Regions from separate parts of the Ovis aries genome. Here region 1 is linked to region 2. A link is a contact called in public Hi-C data. All regions are on one chromosome and are shown on one strand. The core of a region is the stretch at or near the end of the contact, and the rest is flanking DNA. Distances in the headings are between cores, read along the strand shown. Region 1 holds the start of CD58 (CD58 molecule). Region 2 overlaps CD58 (CD58 molecule).

Region 1 (2,700 bases), core at 133-2,632, 66 kb before region 2:
TTGGGGGTCCCCACCTGAGGATGATGGCAATCACAGCAAGAATAAAGCCCATTTCCACTCTTTCACAACTGGCAAACAGGTTGGTGTTTGTTAGGACAACAGAGGGTCCAGTTCATGAGTCCAGTTCATGGGAGGAGTTTCCTGCCCACATAGTAAGGAAGAGTTCCCTGAGCCTCAGTGGCTGAGCAGAGGTCACTCTGGTGCTTCTGTCTGAAAGAAAAGGAGCTGTCAGGGAAGCCCATGCCAGGAGCTGGTTCTGGGAATACAGTAGTAACTGAGCCTGGGAGCAGGTGGATTTGAGGCAAGAGGACTAGTCAATAAGATAGAGATTTCAAGTCCCTACTGCAGCTCGAGGGACAGAGATTTGGGGAGGCCAAACACTGAGGGAGTGAACAGGTCTGACTCCTCAGCCTGAGGGTTAGGAGGAAGAGTGAAACAGAGCAAATGGAGAAGGGAGAAACCCGAGGCTGGAAATCCCAGCTCTGAGTAGGGGAGTGCTGGGGTGGGAGTCAGTCTTAAGGAAAAGATGACTGCCCTGCAATGAGGAAAGGTAGGCACTTGAGAGGGGTGGGGAGGTTGGGGCTGCACCAGGGAACTGTACACATTCTAGCAGTTGTCTAGCATGTCCCATTTCCTTTCGTTTTAGTATTTGATTGCCTTCTCCGAGTATTTGAGGAAAGAGTGCTTCAAAGAGGCTGTTTTATCTAGAGTCATCAATGGGGCATGTGTGCTACTCGCTCAGTCGTGCCCGACTCTTTGCGACCTCATGGACTGTAGCCCGCCAGGTTCCTCTGTCCATGGGGTTCTCCAGGCGAGAATACTGGAGCGGGTTGCCGTTCCCTTCTCCAGGGAAATTTTCCCGACCCAGGGATTGAACTCGGGTCTCCGGCATTGTGGGCAAGTTCTTCATCGTCTTAACCTGCAGGCAAAACTTCCGCGCTGCTGCAGCTGCTGGAAAGCGCTGGAAGAATAAAGCGCTTCGGAACCTCCGTGTCCCACCGGAGTTCTCCTGTCACCTCCCGCCCAGTGGGACGCAGCTTTCGGGGACCGACAGTCCGATACCTCCAGCTGCGGGGGCGCCTCCATCGCGTTCCTAATGCCAAGGAAAAGTGCGAGAGGAACGAGGATAAACCTGGTTGTAAAAACGCACGCCACTTTTGCTAAAGAGCTCCACAGAGCAAAGCGGGTGGCTGCGGAATGGCAGGAACGACTGGGACCCGAACTTAGTCCGGGAAAAGAGGAAAGGGCCGGCGCCCAGACTGCATCCGGTGCCAGCCCGCCGCGGGGGAGGCGGGGCGCGCGAGGCGGGGCGCGGGGCGGGGAGCGCAGTGGGGCTGGCTCTCCGGCAGGCCCAGGCCGAGTTGTGCGGCTGCGACCCATTAGCAGAAACTGCCTGGACCGCCATGGCCGCAGGGAGTGCCCCTGGGTGTGCCCTGGGGGCCCTTGGACTGGTCTGCCTGTTCCTCAAATTGGGTGAGTGGAGGCCTCCTCCGGGAGCCCACAGGGACCGGTAGCGCGAGGTGTCAGTGGCCCCCGGGCTCCGGGCCCGGTGGACGGGCGCGGCCCAAGGCGGCTGCAAGTTCGGGTGGCGAAGGTGGCGGGGGGCACGCGCGCGGGACCTGGTCGTGTCATCCACAAATCACCATAGGGTGGTCAGTAAGAAACTTGCTCCTCAGGCTCTGAGGTCTGGGAAAAAGAAACCAGACTCCGGCTCGTTCTCCTTCCCTGCGCTCTTCCCTCCCTTTGGGAGTCCTTCTTAACTCCCACGATCCCCGAACCCCGCTTGTCTTCCACCCCGTGTTTTTCTGGAAGGGGTGCCTTTTCTGCGCGACCCCAGTGACTAAGTTACCACTTCCCGAGACGCCATCGTCCAGAACTTGAGCAGATCTTTTTTTTTTTACTGCTTCCGCAGCCCTCGAGCTTGTCCGGGGCGGGCCTCCCCACTGGCAGTGGATCGCGCTGTGTGCGCGCGCGCCGGCTTCTGCGCTGGGATGGGCGCCCCGCGGCCAAAGCCAAGTGCAACCGCGCCTGTCCCGCGGCCGCGCCCTGGGCTGATGGCGGTGGTTCAGAATCGCCTCGCAACAGGAACGAGTGGGCCTCGATTCGGAGTTTCTAAGTAGTGTGGCTGGTGCTGCTTTCCCCTCCCTTCGGAACAGAAAAGGAGGAATGTGTGAGTGTCTAGGACTGTGTTCCTCCTTTTCACACTTCTTCAGTTAAATTGTCACAACAGCCCCATAAGATAGGTATCTTTGTCTCCATTTTTTTACCTCCTCACCCACATCATCAACCTCTTCCCACACAGGCTCGTAGTTAAGTCATAGCCAAACCCCTGGAGCATAGTAACAGCCCCCTTAATTAGTACTGGGAAAATCCCCCTGCTGGCCCTTTAGCACACACATCTGATCAGCCTTTCCTCTCCACTTTGCGTTCAGAGTGTGTTGAGTGCCTGTGGAGGCATGCGTCTATGGAATACAGCCTGGGTGGGGGTCGTCGTGGTGGGTGGGGGTCGACATGTGCTCAAAAGTACCTACAGTGTAAGGCACAGAAGTAAATGTTGTAAGAGGTAAATATAAAGTGCTGCGGGTGTGCAGAGGGAAGAGAGCCACATCTTTGGTGAAATCAAATATCTTTCGTGAAGGAAAAACTTCCTGGAAGGGAGGGTGTGTGAACCTAGCCTCGGAGGACAGGTGGTATCATGCC
Region 2 (2,738 bases), core at 133-2,632:
AGTCTCCAGGTAAGAATACTGAAGTGGGTTGCCATTTCCTTCTCCAGGGTGTCTTCCTGACCCAGGGATCAAACCCGGGTCTCCTAAATTGCAGGCAGATTCTTTACTGCCTGAGTCGCCTGGGAATCCCAAGAACGTGGCAGATGGTCACATTTCTTCTTCCAACAGATTGATGATCCCAGGTCTTACGTGTCCACTAAGTGTGGCCATGGTGCCCCAGGAGCCCACATGGAGGGGGCGCAGAGGGCTGCGCTGCCCCTGCATGTGGCAGAGGGACCCAGCTGCAGCCCAGTTCCAGTACACCAGCTCTCAGGTGCCAGGCCGGGCATGCCTCCAAAGCCATAACAATTTTCAGGGTGCAATTCTTCTTCACAGTCCAAAGGGGCCCGCAGAGGCACCAGAACAGAGAATGATAAAGTGGAGTAGAAATGTGCCTTTGAAATTTGGGCCCGACTTTCTGCTGTGTCACTAGCTAGCTCTGCGAATCTGAGCAAGTCATTTAAGTTCTCTCTGTTTCAGCTGCAGAAAGTCATCAGTAATTCTTCCCTTCCCTCCTCCTCTGGCCACCGCTTTCCTTCAGCAAATATGAATTAAGGCACCTAGGCAGTAGGATTTTAAAAATGAATAGAAAACTAAAATATCTCCACGATGGCATCATTGAACTCATCCTCTGAGGAGTATGTTAAATCAATACATGTGGAATTCCATCCCTGAGGAATGAGTGCTCTGCAGGAGAGGGTCATGGTACTCACATGTGTCTAAGAGGCAACAGGGAGCAGTGAGGACTGCGGCAAACAGGAGAATCCTTCTAGGGGCAGCAGCTCCCTAGTTTCCACCACTGACTTCAACACTTAGAACCAGTGTTGTCTGACTTTTCTAGAAATATTGGGGATCCTAATTTATAATTGTGGTGTTTAATTCCAATTAAAAAAAAAAAAAACCCATAAACAAGGGCAACAGCCAAAACTAACAACTCCATGAGACACACTAAACAGGTCCTGGAGCAAAGCTGGATGGAAGGAAATGCAAACAAAGCTTCACAAAGGCTAACTGTTTTCAGGAGTCAGACACACCCTATGGATAAGACAAAGGTGCAGGAAAGGTCACAAAGTCTTTAAGGAAGCACTCCTAATGCGTTCTATGAAATGGCAGCATTGTGAGCATGCACACACCAGCCTTCCTCAGGGAGGGTTTGGAGTAGGACAACAATCATTTAGTTTCACGTGAGTGAGTGTACTGGGACGATTACTCCAAGATGACACCAGCCCTTTATACTCCCAGCCCAGGAAGTGAGCTCCTAGGAACCTGAGGGTGTTTCTGAAATGATTCTTAGGGGTGGCAATGCCACCAGTGTCCACTGAGAGTCTCTCTCACGCCAGTGATGGCGTTGCCATCTTTAGTTCTGTGGGAAGTAGCAGTCCTGGGAGGCTGTGGGGTGCAAGGCCCTCTCCAGAACTCTGTGAGAGGATTGCTGCGGCTCCCTGCTCTTGACAGTGATGTGACTGCCTGTTAACTATTTACAGAAGCCAAATGTGGATTTGAAAGGGCTGCTTTCCTGCCAGCCAGTCAGCCAGTAGCCTTCCCTGTACACAGACAGCCTTTGAAGATATTCTCGGCACTTTTTGTGCAGAGGACTTGCACAAAACGGACTTACGTTGAGGACTTTTTCTGTTCATTAATGTGGCACTCAGGGTCTTTCCTTGCAGAGCACGGGCTCTCTAGCTGTGCACAGGGCCTCTGGAGCACCGAGGTTCAGTAGTCACAGCATTTGCAGGCTTAGCTGCTCCATGGCAAGTGGGATCTTCGTTCCCAGAGCAGGGATCAAACCTGTGTCCCCTGCATTGTAAGGCAGATGCTTAACCCCTGGACCACCAGGAAGTCCCTGCTCATTTCACGAGACTCTTGGAAGTGCCTGTGCAGGCCAGCCCGGCTGCTTTCCATGCCTGGTGTCTCTCTCTGAGGCTGCACCCAGGGACCTGCTTACTGCCTCCTTCCCTGATGGAGCAGATCAAAAGGTAGACTCCAGGCTTCAGAGATTGCTCTTTCCAGAGCAGCTTCGTCTGGTCCAAAATCCCCATGAGCAGTGTGACCTTGGGCAAGCCTTAACCTTTCTAGTCCTCAGTTTCCTCATCTGTAAAATGGAACAATTACTAATGTCAAAAAATGTTTCCAGTAAGAAGTAGGAATGTGTGTGAAGTACTTTAAAAGCTGGAATACCTATGAGTCATTTATATGAGCACTCTGAAGCAGGTCTTGGCAAATGTCTTCTATAAAAGATCAGATAGTAACGATTTCAGGCTTTGTCAGCCTTCTCGTTGTATGTGTGTGTGCTCAGTCGTGTCTGACCCTTTGAGACCCCACGGACTGTAGCCCCCAGGCTCCTCTGTCCATGGGATTCTCCAGGCAAGAATACTGGAGTGGGTTGCCATTTCCTTCTCCAGAGGATCTTCCCAACCCAGGGACTGAACCCATATCTCCTGCATTGGCAGGAGGATTTTTTACCATTGAGTCACCAGGAAAGTTATACTCTGTTGCAACTGCCCGATTCTGCTACTACAGTCTGAGAGCGGCCACATAGACCAGTGTGGCTATGTTCCCGTAGAACCTCATTTCACAAAAGCAGGTAGGGGGCTGCATTTGGCTCAAGGGCTGTACCTTGCCCAGCTTTACAGTCTGTATTTTGTGAGGGCTGTGAACTAAGAATGGTTTTTATATTTCTAAGAATGGTTTTTATATTT

What was found. A called contact is a pair of places that touch in the nucleus more often than the background predicts.
Region 1: a contact with region 2 is called in a Hi-C map of hypothalamus, with 2.3 times the contacts expected there. The contact joins the promoter of CD58 here to the enhancer-like site in region 2. A contact is called at or near these places in 4 of 16 Hi-C or Micro-C datasets (blood, hypothalamus, omental adipose tissue and 1 more).

What each region holds. Positions count from the first base shown.
Region 1 is chr1:93,937,262-93,939,961 of ARS-UI_Ramb_v3.0, reverse strand. It overlaps CD58 (CD58 molecule), which reads left to right and starts at 1,382. Exons shown (of 7, transcript XR_009597210.1): 1 at 1,382-1,473.
Region 2 is chr1:93,871,690-93,874,427 of ARS-UI_Ramb_v3.0, reverse strand. It overlaps CD58 (CD58 molecule), which reads left to right. Exons shown (of 7, transcript XR_009597210.1): 6 at 1-2,623. Among named protein-coding and RNA genes, the nearest start is that of CD58, 66 kb to the left of the region's middle. Within about 2 kb of position 1,382, at least 16 of the 54 cell types and tissues checked have an H3K27ac peak or open chromatin away from gene starts, as enhancers often do. A contact at or near this core is called in hypothalamus, where this site is marked.